2 separate regions of the Muntiacus reevesi genome follow, and region 2 is linked to region 1. The links are chromatin contacts, called in public Hi-C maps. All regions are on one chromosome and are shown on one strand. Each heading gives the region's core, a stretch centred on a gene start, on an enhancer-like site or on the middle of the called end of the contact. The rest is flanking DNA. Distances are from core to core; before and after follow the strand shown.

The links. A called contact is a pair of places that touch in the nucleus more often than the background predicts.
Region 2: a contact with region 1 is called in a Hi-C map of muscle, with 3 times the contacts expected there. The contact joins the promoter of HAUS2 here to the promoter of TMEM87A in region 1. A contact is called at or near these places in 2 of 3 Hi-C or Micro-C datasets (blood and muscle).

Annotation. Positions count from the first base shown.
Region 1 is chr7:36,431,865-36,439,178 of mMunRee1.1, forward strand. It overlaps TMEM87A (transmembrane protein 87A), which reads right to left and starts at 3,444. Exons shown (of 20, transcript XM_065941378.1): 1 at 3,254-3,444; 2 at 1,919-1,979. The coding sequence starts at 3,397. GANC (glucosidase alpha, neutral C) reads left to right here and starts at 3,313. Exons shown (of 25, transcript XM_065941370.1): 1 at 3,313-3,443; 2 at 4,175-4,482; 3 at 5,808-5,870. The coding sequence starts at 4,454.
Region 2 is chr7:36,662,294-36,669,607 of mMunRee1.1, forward strand. HAUS2 (HAUS augmin like complex subunit 2) reads left to right here and starts at 3,824. Exons shown (of 7, transcript XR_010663965.1): 1 at 3,824-3,962. It overlaps LRRC57 (leucine rich repeat containing 57), which reads right to left and starts at 3,819. Exons shown (of 6, transcript XM_065941336.1): 1 at 3,701-3,819; 2 at 3,354-3,459; 3 at 3,112-3,250; 4 at 2,182-2,450. The coding sequence starts at 3,810.

The DNA.
Region 1 (7,314 bases), core at 2,194-4,693:
TTGGAGAACAATATCCTAATGAACCAAAGCATAAGTCTGAAGACTTGGGAGTCTATTAAATTGTCAACCTGGGGGAAGTCAGTATTCCCTTTTATCTTCGTTCCAGCAGAAAATGAAAAAACATACTAACCATACCTACTTTGTGCAAATGTGACAAAGGTAAACACAACTATACCTAGGAACCTACTTTTGGTTCTTAAGAAGAACACCTAAAATTACAATTTTCTCCTTTTCTCTGTTTGAAGTTGTCTTCTCAAACTAATTTTTAAGTGGCACAGTTTTATAAGGCTTAACTAAAATACACAAAAAATCTGATGTGTTGAATAGAATTTATGGAAATGCTAAAAAGGATACTGCAATCTTGTTATGAACTACACAGAAGAATCAGAGAAGGAATTAATTAAATAAAAACCAGTAAGAAAAATCCTCTAGAAAGGAGATTTGCAGGGAAATATAACTGCAAAAATACTACTATTTATGTTAAAAGACATAGAATTTTAGGGGGACCATGCCGCAAGGTTTGTGGGATCTTAGTTTCCCAACCAGGGATTCAACCCTGGCCCTTGGCAGTGAAAGCTCAGAGTCCTAAACACTGGACCACCAGGGAATTCCCAAGACAGAACTTTAAATGAATGGCTTTAAGAGACACTGAAAATGGTCCTGCCAATTTCAAGGAAATCTATAGTATACCATACCCACAAAAGCATAAAATCAGAGACAAGGTTAAGTATAAGAAAACACAGAAGTAGTAAAGTCAAAGACAATTTTAAGACTCAACTCCTCTAAAAACAAAGAAGCATCAACATTTCAAAATATGCAGCTTGGCTAAAAACCACTACAAAAACCATTAGAAGAGAACACAGGGAAAAAGAAACCGTACACAATAAAAGGACAGACTAGCATACAGGCTGTCAGGCTATTCCCAAAGACAAAATACTGCTCTCCCTAAAAGCTCTTCTTTTCTAATAAGAAAACCTCCCAAGAAAGACCAGCATGTCACAGTAGATTTGACTTAAATCAAACTTAAGTCATTAGCCAAGAGATTATATTTTCATAAAAACAGTATATTCTTCACAGAAATTCTACCTGACCCCTCAATCCCACTCGACTGTAAGCTCACTATCTATCACTTCCTTTCTAAAACAGTGCCTGGCACATAATACGTGTTCAATAACTACTTACTAAATGATTAAAAGAATAAAATCATCCAACTATGACGTAACTTTGCACTTTCACAAGGAGAAATATGCAGAGGAACATACATGGACGATCTGGATTTTTAGTCCTGATCTTGAAATGGAGCTGCCCATGATCATGCATTCTCTAAAAATAAAGCCAGTTTCAGAAACAAAAGGAAGCTTTTCTTTAATAAACAATGGGGTATTCTGGATTCAGATACAGCAGCTTTCCCACTGGACAGACTGGTTTTGTTCTAAATAATCCCTATTTCCTGGTAGTTATCGTTGAGCTTCCTCTTCCAAAGATACAAGTGGTAAAATACTCCTTCTGCAAACAAAAGCTTTACTGAACATATTTGTGCAGAGCCAACGGTCTGACAAACCTAGGTCATGTGTCCAATAAACTTCTAACAAGCACACAAAAGCAAAATCAGCAGTTATCTCTATGACTCAGAACAGATTAAAACCCATGCAGTCAACCAAAACAACTTGTCTACTACATACTGCAAACACCAGAAAAACAAGAGAAGAAAATAAAGTTCACAGAAGTAAGTATTCTGAAGATTATTCAGTGAAGGACCTTAGTTACACTATATAAGTTTATACCTAGATAGTGCTGAACTATTAAATTTCAGAATTTATGTTGAGTATCAATTATCAGAGGTAGAAAATAGGTAACTTAAAAGTTTAAAGATCACTCAAAAACTCGAATAAAAACTTCATGAAATGCAAAAACTCACATTTCAGGAAGATAGTGGTATTTTTGAAGAGGATCTTTCCAAAACTAAAATAATTTTTCGCCTGCAAAGATAAAGGAGAGATAATTAGCATAAGAATCACTTTAATTCCAAAGGCAGAATATAACTGAAACAAAAACATAAATTTATAAAGTGTTGAAGTTAGTTTTCTTCACACACACACACAAGGCATCAATATCCTTCCGTTTAGTAAAATCCAATCATAACAAAACCGCAGGATTTTGCTGCTTGGTGCAGAGACATGATTTTTTTCCCCCACAGGTCATGAAGCAAGGACTCTAGAAGGAAGGCTGCTACAAATCCTAACCTAACTTCAATCTTCCTGGAAGGTATTTCTTAATCAGTTAATTCCCTTTACTCACTAATCACCATCCAGAATAACCCTTCAGTGCTTCAAATAAACTATTCTATATGCAGAGAGCCAGATCTAACTATCAACCATTTTACAAATAACATGTAAATACCTAAAACTGAGAGCCTGAAGATCACAAAATGACCAAAAGCTGTAATTCTTGCCATATCAAAAACTCAAATAAGATTTAGGTACTATGACCAGTGAGCAGAGCAGAACAAAAGGGCCACTGTGGTTTTAATAAGACTAACGCTTTTTGGCATTTCCAGCCAGCACCTGATTTGTCGGCTCACAGGACTACAGTTCTTACTCAAACGGGGTTTCGAAAGGGTGATAAAAGGCAGAAAGGATCAACCAATCTAGTCAGTTGTCCTTAAGAAAGACTTAACTTACCATAAGAAATTTTAGCATACTGCTTTTGAACATTCTCATGTTAGAATACATCATTTTAAATGCCTGGGCTTCCCAATTACATGGCAAAGCTTATATTAACCATTTCAAAGTCCAAACGAAATCAACCAACTTCGTAAGTAGAACTATCCATTAACAAAAAAGTGAAGAGAAAAAAACAGAAAGATGTCTATTTACATATACCTCTCATCCAACCCGAGGTCACAAGATTCTGCAAAACTTCAGCTGAAAGAGAAACCATTCTCCACCTACACCTCAAGTTTACACGTCTCCAGTCTGTCAATGAAAAGTTCTCTGACTCTGCTAACAAGAAACCGATCCACAGCCACTCTCCGCTCCAGAAATGACCCTGACATTCCTGCTAATCTACCCACAGAAGCGCACGGCTTCCCGCTCCAGGAAGGTGAGTCCCCGTTAAGGCAGCTACACCGACGCTACAGGCAATCCCACCCCTTTGGAAGCGGACTTTTGTGGAACCTTCATGGACTCCTTGGGCCGCCGTAGCCCCACCCCTCGTTCCTCCAGTCTCAGTTGCTCCTGAAGTGAACACTCACCGACGGTATCGGAATGTGCCACTTGGATCGCCCGGCAGCAGCGACAGGTGCCGGCCCTACACTGAAAAGCGACAATGGGGACGTTCGAGCGCCTAGGAGGAGAAGAATGACAGGCACCACCTGAAGCCACGCAGCCACCGCCATCTTCACACCCGTGGAGTGCCTATCGAGAGCATTTCGCCTTCTTCCGGTTCGTCTCGCCCTCTTCCGGCTCCGCTCTGGGGGCGGGATCATCCGGGTCCTCACAACCCCTGGGGGCTTGTTTGTTTTGCGACTCAGTGGCCCCGCCCTCAGGCTGTCGTCACGGCTGAGTGTGAGGCTTAGAACCTACTGCGCATGTGTCGTCCTGTCACACCCTAGTCACCTTGGATTGTTAGGATGATCGCCAAAAGCTACCACTGAGTCTGTCGGCCCTTCTCTGTCCTAGCCCTAAAAGGGTTTGGGGACCAGGGAGGAACACAGTGTGGCGTTTGGCTTTCTCCTCCTTCCGTTCGTCCCAGTCCTCGTCCCTTCTGAGTCAAAATCAGCCGCTGGGGCCAGAAGTCTGGGAAAGCCGTAAGTCTGGCTGCTTATTTAGCGTGTAGTGGTGAGTTCTTGGTTGCCAGAAGCATTTAAGCAAACACTGGAGTTTGGCAGTAGTGGAGTATAACCGATTCCTAAAATAGATGGTGTAGTCGATAACCCCTGTTAAAAGCCCCTTCTAGTCCAGAAGAATATGATGTAGCGTTTGGCAGGAAAACATCAATCTCCAGCAACAACCGGCCGGCACTTCCTACTCAAAACTAAAAGTCAGGAGAGGTCAGGTCAGTTTTCAGTATCTGTGGCGTGACCCTCACTGAGGTAGATGTGCGGAAGCCTCGCTGCAATCCCGCAGGCCAGCTCCACTTCCAGGTTCTCACGCTCTTGATTTTCATCCTCTAGGGTTCTTTGAGTACACGCCTCCTCCGATGCAAAAACCTTTTTCGGTTCCTAAGGAAGGGAGCTCGTCACCAACCACTCATAACCAAGAAAAAATTGCCAAATAAATCTCTGTAGAAACGCTAGTTGGAGTCTAGAAATCCCAGGAGAAAGTGTCGATTTGTCACTCCTTAAGGACCTGCAAGTCCGAGAAACTTGGTGGTGAAGCGCTGGTTATTTAGAAAGACTGACAGTCTAAAAGACCGCCTGAAACCCGAGACCCTGTGAGGTGACTGGGAAGCCATGGAATCAGCTGAGAAAGAGGAAATCAGGTAAAGGTCCAGTGCTCCGGCAGGGACTGACTCCAGGGTCCGCAGAGGCAGGGGATAGATAGTACCTGAAAACAGCATTCTGGATTTGAAGATTTTATTGATTGATTGATTGCATATCTTATTTGCCTGTTTTATGTTTGTGTACTTAATTTCTATCTTTCTCAATTCCCCAGGGAGTGCTCGCTTCGGCAGCACGTATACTAAAATCAATTCCCCAGGGAATTAATTGATATTAATAGCCCCTTATGAAATACTTGCAGGATGGTTAACAAAACTGTGATCGGAACTCTTAATACATGAATTTCAAACATGCTGCTTTCCAAGTTCAGCTAAATACACCTCTTCCTATATCATTGCAGAGTTCATTCTTCAAAACTGAAAAGAGATTGCAAATTTCTCTAATCTTTACACACTTGATTAAAAGAAACGGTGACAGAGATTGAGTCAGTGAACAATTTGATTACTTCCGTGATAAACCATGACCAAGGGTATTGTCTGGGCTCATTTTCATAATATTTTGAAGTTAGTGTTCAGTCATAACTTCCTACACAATCATGGACATGCTTATTACAGATGTGTTCATTATGTGTCTCCATGAAAAATCACTGGTTTTATTTCTTTACTTAGAGCCAGTAGTTGTTTTAATTGGTATATATTAAATACATATACTGAAGTATATATACATCTTGATCATGTTCTCTTCCAGAAACAGCTTTTTTGGAAACTCAGTTTTAAAAAACATTGGCCCCTAAATTGTCAGCATCATCTTAAAAAGCAAAAGATTTTCCTTCTTCATCTGTTTGTATGCTTATTCTAGCACCTTACACATACCTCTGTTACAGCATTTGTCAGATTGATTTATGATGTTGGTTAGGATCTCAAAGAAAGCTTGAATACCATCCTTCATATGTTCCTCACAGCCCAACACTAAAAAAGAATATTCTGAAAGTACTTTGTTGAATAAATAGGTGGGAGGGTTGTTTTTATTGGTTTGGTTTGAGGTTTTTTGTTTTTACTTCTTCAGATTTTATTGTATTAATCATAGCCTTCAGTCATTATTTTTAAAGAACCCTTTCTCATAAGTGACAGTACTCTTTTTCTTTTGCTTTCAAAGCAATCCCAGAGCTTCATGTTTTGTTGTCTACCTTGGGTGGTTTACAAAACAATATTGTTCTGCAGCAAACACATTATTATGTTATGGCCTTGACACAATTTGGTATCACAGTGATTTGTGTCCCATGTTTATATTATAGTTAGAAAAGTTACAAAAATTGGATTCACACACCCATTGTAAAACAGATTTCTTAAAATGTCTTTTTATTTAGTGTTGAAGATGAAGCTGTGGATAAAAACATTTTCAAAGACTGCAGCAAGATTGCTTTCTACAGGTAAGGAGAGGAAGTGTATGACCTAGGCAAAACAGTTCTGAAAATATTTCGAAATTGATGTTTATTAAATTTTTCAAAACTGATAGACTTTCTGAGGAAAGAGTCAGTTAGGAAATTCAGTGATCAAAGAGTTTATTGACAGGAGATTTTGACTTTTACTACTTTAACTTACCCTTGTATTATTTTATAATTAATATGTTACTATTAATTATAATTAATTATATTGTATAGTTATATGTTGTAATTAACATTACTATTTTAATAAATCCACTATTTTATTTTTAAAATCAGTGTTTTTAAACTAATATTAAATTTTTGAATCTTTGAAGAAATAATAATTTTACATGGTTCAAAAATCAAATACTATGAAAAGAAACACATTGAAGAGTTACTCTCATTCCTGTCCCCTTTCATTCCATTCCACACCTTCCCTGTAAGTAATCAGGTTTATTCATTTCTTCTTTCTCTTTCCAGTATTTCTTTTAGTGAATGCATATATTCTTTTATCACAACTATGCTTACACCATATAGCTTTCTATCTATGCATGTATGATCAGTCACTCAGTTGTTTCTGACTCTTTGAGACCCCATGAACTGTAGCTCACCAGGCTTTTCTGTCCATGGAATTTTCCAGGCAAGAATACTAGAATGGGTTGCCATGTCATACTGCAGGGGATCTTCCTGACCCAGGGATCGAACCCATGTCTCCTACCTCTTTTTTCCCCTGTTTAATAATCTATTCTGAAGAGTTCTGCAAGAATACATGGAGTTTGTCCTTTTCACAGCTGTATAGTATTCCATTGGGTAAATTATAATTTATTCAGTCTCTTTCCTCTTGCTAGACTTTGGGTTGTTTTCAGTCTTTTGCTATAATGTCACTGCCACAGTGAAAAGCTATACATATCTCAGGACTTCCCTGGTGGTCCAACAGTTAAGACTCTATGCTCCCAATGCAGGGGGGCATGGATTCAATCCCTGTTCAGGTGATCCCATGTGCCACATGGTATGGTGTGGCCAAAAAAAAAAAGAAAGAAAGCTATGCATATGTCATTTCCTACACATGCAGGTCTATTTATAGGATGAATTTCCAAAAGTGGGAATTCAAGGGTCAAAGAATAAATGTGTTTGAAATTTTAACTATTACTAGGTATCCCTCCATAAAGATTATGTCATTTTGTACTCCCATCACCAATATATGATTGCCTGTTTCCCCAGAGCCTCAACAAATATTTCTTTAAAATCTTCTTTTTTTTTTTTTTAGTGTCTGCCCCTATGTGGTCCTAACACTGAAGTCACCAAACATATCATACAACTCTTCAATTTATTCACACTACTCTAGAGGCAGAAAAATCATATCATTTTAGTTCTAAACAGGTACCTTAGAAGGAATTCTATAGTGAACTCCTGGTCACCTTGTCAAACCACTAGATTATATTGGATTTCC
Region 2 (7,314 bases), core at 2,574-5,073, 230 kb after region 1:
TAATAAGGAAAAGTACAAGCACTATAGTGATTATTTTTTACTAAATTAAAACAAAAATCTTTACTTGACTATTTGTCCTAGTTCGTTCTTTTACCACCCCCATTTTCTCACTACCCACTCATTCCAGAAGCCTCTTGTGTTACCCAGCTTCTGTTACTACTCCTCCAGTTTTTTGGGGGGAAAACTTTTGAAGGTCACCAGTGGCTTTTTTTGGAGAAGGAAATGGCAACCCACTCCTGTATTCTTGCCTGGAAAATCCCATAGATGGAGAAGCCTGGTGGGCCCCAGTCCATGGGGTCACAAAGAGTCGGACACGACTGAGTGACTAACACAACACACAAGTGGCTTTTTGGAAACAAAACTCTGATAATAAAAGCACTGTTCATTTCATAAAATTTGAGAATCACGAGTTTAAAGAAAACAGCTGCCTGTAATCCATCACTGTAAACATTTTGGTAAATTTACTGACAATCTTTTATATGTATGTAGATGCCAACCAGTTTTCTGCCAAAGTCAAGGATTCATTGACCTCATTCCCTGTTGCATTTGACTGTGCTGTCTATTCTTTCCTTGAAACTCCCTCTTACACATACTAAGTGCTGTGGGGTTTTTTTCCCCCTGTTTTTTGAATTATTCCTGATTTTTGGCTTCCCTTCTTGTCTCTATGGGCATTTTTCAAGCAGCAGTCCCTAAGTACTTAATATTTGATTTTTCTAAACTTTCTCCTAGGAAAGTCTGTTCATTCTTAAAGCTATCCCTTCTGTTAAACTATGTGTCTACATCCATTTCTGCTCACCTCTATTTCCTCTCCTGTCTCTGATTTTCAATAAAATACTTTGGATGCTTCAGCATCGTGCCCATTCCCAAGAGCACCACTCTTCTTTTAGCTCTTGAGTGCAGTACCAAGCAGTTATCTTTGACTTACTCACCTCTTCTGCCCTTTAAATGTGCCAAGTCACCTAGTTATATTTACTCAGTCTAGTAATCATCTCAGACCTTCACTGGGACCTAGTTAAAACTCAAATTCTCAGGCCCTACCTCAGACCTACAAAATCAGAAACAATGAGTATGAGGGCCCCATGATCTCTTAACCAGCTGTCCAGGTTATTCTAATGCACACTAAAACCTGAGAACCACTGATTTAATTGAGCATAGGAATGTAGAGCAGGTGTTCAACTTGCTTAGCCAATTTTTTCCCCAAATATTCAGAATGTTTTCCCCAAAAGCTCAAGAACATAAAAGAATAACTACTTTAAGGAAAAGATAAGACCAGTCCCCTCAAAGACTGAATTTCATCCTAATGTAAGGTCAATACAAGCTAGAATAGTTTGACCAGTAAAACTTAACTGCAATCTTTGGAATGTCCTACATCTCTGTGCTGTCCAATATGGTAACCACTAGCCACATATGGTTACTGAGCTATTGAAATATGGCTAGTGCAGCTGAAGAAATGAATATTTTTTAAGTTTAAATGAATTTTAATGGCCATGTAGCTACTGGCTAGTGTAATGGACTATGCAGATTTAGAAGCACAGTCTAGAAAACTAAAGACGACCTGGTCTCACTATGATTACTATTTCATCATTTGTGCTTTAGATCAGATATTGTTTCTCCAGTCAGATACATGTTAACCAAAGAGCTTCTGAAGTTAAACAACTTTAAAATACTACAATTAAAGCTACCCAACAAAGAAACAAGCGATCTACAGAAATCTATCACTGATGGTTTTTCAGCAAAAGCAGGATACACTTGACATGTCAAAGAAAAGACAAGTGAATGACCCCTGATGTCCAACTCTGAGAACTTACTAGTTTAAGCCTCTTTTCTACTCTATCTTCCTGACATAGTTCCTAGATAGTTCCCTGACATAGTTGCTAGATAATCAGAAGTATTTGAGGATTACCTGAAGAACTCAAGGTTCCTGAGACAGGTTTCAGTTTGGATATTACCTCCCATTATCTATCCCACCCTCCAGAGAACACCTACACAACAAACGCATCCAGTGTCTCAAACAACTTCATGGTATGTTGGGCTCTGACATTAGTCCGGTCCATAGAATATATCTCTCTTTTAGCCTCTGATACCCCTCTCCATGAATATAGTGTAAAGAACAATTGGCTATTCAGGAGACTGCAAACCGACATAACACATTGTAGGAAAAAAAACTGTTAAGCTCTAGACCTGGTTCTGGTTGAGGTTAAGTTCGATGACTTGCAGCTCCCCGACTATGTCAGGTATGCTCCGAATCTGGTTCTTGGAGAGATCCACTACATCCAGGTGCCGCAGGCTACACAGCTGCGGTGGCAGAGCTCTCAGCTGGTTCCCGGAGAGGCTCAGGGTCTTAAGGGCAGATAGTTGCCCAAAAGTAGATGGCAGCTCTCTCAACTGATTGTTGTTTAGGCTTAGTGTCTCCAGCTTCTTCAGATTGCATAACTCGTCAGGAAGAGCAGCTAGCAAAGAAAAATTAAAAAACCTGAATCTGATACAACTGAAAAACACCTTTGATGAAGTTTTTAAAAAAAAAACTATATGGCAGTCTGTTACGCCTCTTGTTAAATATACATAGGCTTTTCACATGTTGCCCCATTTTTAAGTATTGCATCTTTACCAACATAGTCTTCAGCAGGTGAGGGTGCCATCAAAATGCAGGAAAACATTATGTGTATAACAGTCTCCTTTTGTGAAGAAGCCACTGCACAATCCCACAGCAGTTTTGTGGGATTGGAAGGCCCTCTCCTTCCCATACTATCTGCCCTTCCAAATTAGCAGCAAAATTAACTCTGTTTACAGTACACTCCAAAGATAGTCCCTTTCAAGTCCAAATTAACTTCCTATCAATCATTACCCCACCAGAGGAGGTTTATAGATGTAATTACAAGAGACAGAACGCCTCGAGGATTCTGCCGTTCTGCCGCGTCTTGAGTTCCCGGAATCTTGTAAGAAAAAAACAAAAAACAAACAAAAAAACCCACCTTTTTTGATGTTGTTAGGTTCTGATACATTTGCTTGAATACCAGTTTAATAACATTATACTCCAAACTCTATTCCAAGAGAAAAACCACCCTTCTTAAAGCCGATCACTAGCAAAATTCCCAGGAGCAAAAGCCATACTTAATTTGTTATTGTTCAAGGAGAGGCTCTTCAGCAGAGTGAACTTCCCTATGACCACAGGCGGTAGATTCTCAATCTTGTTGTTGGACAAGTCGATGGTCCTGAGATTGCTTGTCAGCTTCTGCAACTCTGAGGGGAACTGAAGGAAGGGGTTCTCAGACCAGAGCATCTCTTACCTAAGAACTTCACCGCCCGCCGGCCCTTACCCTTTACACTCCGGTCGGATCCCTCCCAGTTCTCACCTCGGTCAGCCCACGGTCTTTAAGTTGAAAGACACCAGTTTTCTGCGCGGTTTCCACATGAGCGCGGAGGGCACTGTTTCCCATTCTAGCGCCAAGGCTCAGGTCCCTGCGGGAAGGAAGTGCAGCTGTCACTAGTCGGTTCTAGCCGGCACCCAGTCACCCCGTCGGCCTCCCGGCTGCGTCTCAATCCCCAGCTGTCACCTCCTGCCGATCCCGGGATCTTAGAGGCCAGCTCAAGAGTGGCAAGAAAGAAAGAGAAGAACACCAGGCCCTGCCGATTTTGCAGCTGATTCGAGGCGAGACGCTGCTAGGAGTTGAGGAACGATCAGGGACCCCCCCGAACTCGCCTCCTACAGCTCAGCTCACGGCTGGTTCGGCAGGGGAAGACCCGGGATCCGCGCTCACTGGGATGCGCTGCCCAGGCTTCCGCACGGGCGGAAACGCCCTGTGACGTCATCGAGGCGCGCGGTGCGTTCCACTCACTCTGCGCGCCACCCAGGAAGGTGGTTCCCTGCCATGGCCGCGGCGAACCCCTGGGACCCGGCCACCGCGCTAAACGCTGCTGGGCTACTGCTGGGCCATTTTATTACATCGGAGTTGGTCACTCAGGTGCGTGGGGACGATTGCGTCATTAAGGAGGTGTACCCGGTGGCGACAGAAGCTGGCTGTGAGGTGGTGGTGCTGGCTGCCAGAGTGGGTGTGAGGGTGCCGGCTGGAGGCCGATAGGGCTGCTTGCTGGCAGAAGTGACTGGTCCGCGGTGGGTTATGCACAGGTGGGGCTCTGAGTAGATGATCTTTTAAATGTCTGGCAGGCGAGATATCTCAGGTCAGTTCGTGGGCGATAATAAAAACTAATGTTTCCCCGCCTTTTTTCAATCCAGTGATAACCGCCTCTAGATTGTATGGGTGGCGGGGTTGGGAAATAATGGGTAGACAGTTAAAACGGACGTTCCCTAAACGATGCTCATCGTGTAAAATATTGAAATCTTACGAAGCGCTGGGTCCGGGAGGGCACCAAGGGAAGCAAGCATCTTTACAGTCTAGGGAGTCGGGGGGCTGAGGGGTGGGGAGGGGGTTATTGGCGAGAAAGACCCGAAAGGCCTGGATATGAATGGCAAAACATAACCACAACACTCCCCAGTTCTCCTCTTCCTCACTTCTGTCCTGTGTTTTCTTCCTACCAACTTGTCTAGGGCTCTGGGAGATAGTGAAGGACAGGGAAGTCTGTCATGCTGCAGTCCTTGGGGTCACAGAGTCAGACAGCTTGTTTAGTCCAGTTCTGTAACAGAGTAATTTGATAAATTCATACTATAAGACATTTGAGATTTGTCAGTCTAGAATGTATTGGTAGAAGAGAAACCAAGGGAGTAAGTCTCTGGTGAGTTAGGCTGCTGATTGCTTTGGGGAGGATCATCCTTGTGTCCTTCAGGTAAGGCTAATTAGACATACTTGTTTTTGCCTACAGGTAAGATCTGTCAATCCATAGCTCCTTAAGACCATCTTATAATCTTACTACACAGCTAGATCCAATGAGGAAACTTCTCAGATTTGTAGCATGGTTCTACTTTAAGCAAACTGTACATATGAAAACCTGTTTTTATTATAAGGATTTATCCTTCTTTCAGAATGATGTATTATATGATCCCTTTAAACAGTCTATCCATTAAGTACACATCATCCCATGTGTGTTAAAAATTAAGAGCGATGCTTAAAACTGTGTGATGTGATATGATACAACGCTTTTAGAAAATATAGCTTATTGAAGCTTTGTTCTGTTTTGATCTATCCATTGGAGAATGGTTTAGTGAAAGAAAGGTAAGGTTAATTGTCTATAGGATAATAAGGGATACTGCTTTGGCTTATGCCCTGTTGTTGTTCTTATTCTGTGACCCCAGGGACTGCAGCCTGCCAGTCTTCCCTGTTCTTCACCATCTCCCAGAGTTTGCTCAAATTCATGTCCATTGAATTGGTGATGCTATCTAACCATCTCATCCTCTGCCATCCTCTTCTTCTTCTGCCTTCAGCCTTTCCCAGCATCAGGGTCTTTTCCAGTGAGTCAGCTCTTTGCATCAAGTGGCCAAAGTTGGAGCTTCAGCTCAGCATCAGTCCTTCCAATGAATATTTAGGATTGATTTCCTTTAGGATTGACTGGTTTGATCTCCTTGCAGTCCAAGGGACTCTTAAGAGTCTTCTCCAGCACTGTAATTCAAAAGCATGGATTCTTTGGTGCTCAGCCAACTCTTACATTCATACATGACTACTGGAAAAACCATAACTTTGACTATACGGACCTTTGTTGGCAAAGTGATGGCTCTGCTTTTTCATACTCTGTCTAGGTTTGTCATAGCTTTCCTTCCAAGGAGCATGCATCTTTGAACTTCATGGCTGCAGTCACCGTCCATACTGATTTTGGGACCCAAGAAAATAAAATCTGTCACTGTTTCCAATTTTTCCACATCTATTTGCCATGAAGTGATGGGACTGGATGCCATGATCTTAGTTTTTGAGTGTTGAGTTTTAAGCCAGCTTTTTCAGTGTCCTCTTTCACCCTCATCAAGAGGCTCTTTCGTTCCTCTTCACTTTCTGCCATTAGAGTGGTATCTGCATATCTGAGGTTGTTGATATTTCTTTTAGTGGCTTTGTGAAAGTGTTAATCGCTCAGTCGTGTCCCACTCTTTGCAACACCATGGACTGTAACCCTCGAGGCTCCTCTGTCCATGTAAATCTCCAGGCAAGAACACTGGAGTGGGTAGCCTTTCCCTTCTCCAGGGGATCTTCCTGACCCAGGGATCAAGCCCAGTCTCATGCATTGCATGCAGATTCTTTACTGTCTGAGCCACCACGGAAGTCCTTACATCCTATATATTCTGGCAAACTTGAGTCACAGCGCCTTGATCTGAGCTCCCTCTACTGGCAACACATGAGATAAGGATCCAGACCTAAAAAAACCCCTCAGAATCTTATTTTCTAATATAAAAGAAGAGTACTTCACATACATAAACACATAGTCTATTTTCTGTGTACTGCTCTCTTCCGCACCTTCCTCCCATTTTAGAGCCTCTCTGTTACGCTGACTCCCTTTTAATGTCCCTAGCTAGAATTCAGTATGAAGAAGAAAGGACAGAAAAAAAGAAAGAATGCTCACAGATACAGGCATAAACAGATATGTAGATATAGATACCACAGTGTTATCAGGATTTTTACGTGAATTTCTAGCACATGAATGTCCTGGATTTCAACTTCTTGTACCTAGCAGCAGAGTAAACAGAAATACCCTAAACAGATGCCCAGTGGCGTGTAAAGTTCATATAATATATAACGGTAGTTGTCAATAGTAAAGACTTTCGAATTTTCCAGTCCTTGCTTTTTTTTTTTTTAAGGTGTTCCCTAAGTCACAGTCCTCAAAACAGAATTTCCATTTACTAGAGGAATTTGACTGTTCTTTCTCTCCTCTCTCCTTGTCTTGAAAATTCTTGTTTTCCCTTTGGTTTCTCTTGCATGTTTGTGGATAAGCTCCATTACCCTGTTGTTGAACCCAAGAGTTTACTAGTTTGCAAATGTGCAACCAAGATTAGTGTACAAACATGGAATGATGGAGAGGTACCAGAGAAGGAGGAAGTTACAATGAGAAATAGGAGATGTTTTACTTTAATTTACCTTCTTACCTATAATTTACCTTCTTACCTTTAACTTACCTTCTAAGAGAGAACAGAAAGAGTCAGGCCAATATAATGGAAATGCAAATTGAATGTTTTCTAATTTCAGCCCTGTTACACATTGGCAGTATAAAGTTGAACTAATACTTAACCTCCCCAATCCTCAAATTTGCCATCAGTAAAATATCCTGTGTTGTCTACCTCAGTGAATGGTATAACTATCTGTCCATTCACCTGAAGCAGAATCCTTGGGAGTCATTACTGACTTGACTGTCTTCCTCATTCCCTGTATCAACTAGGACTTA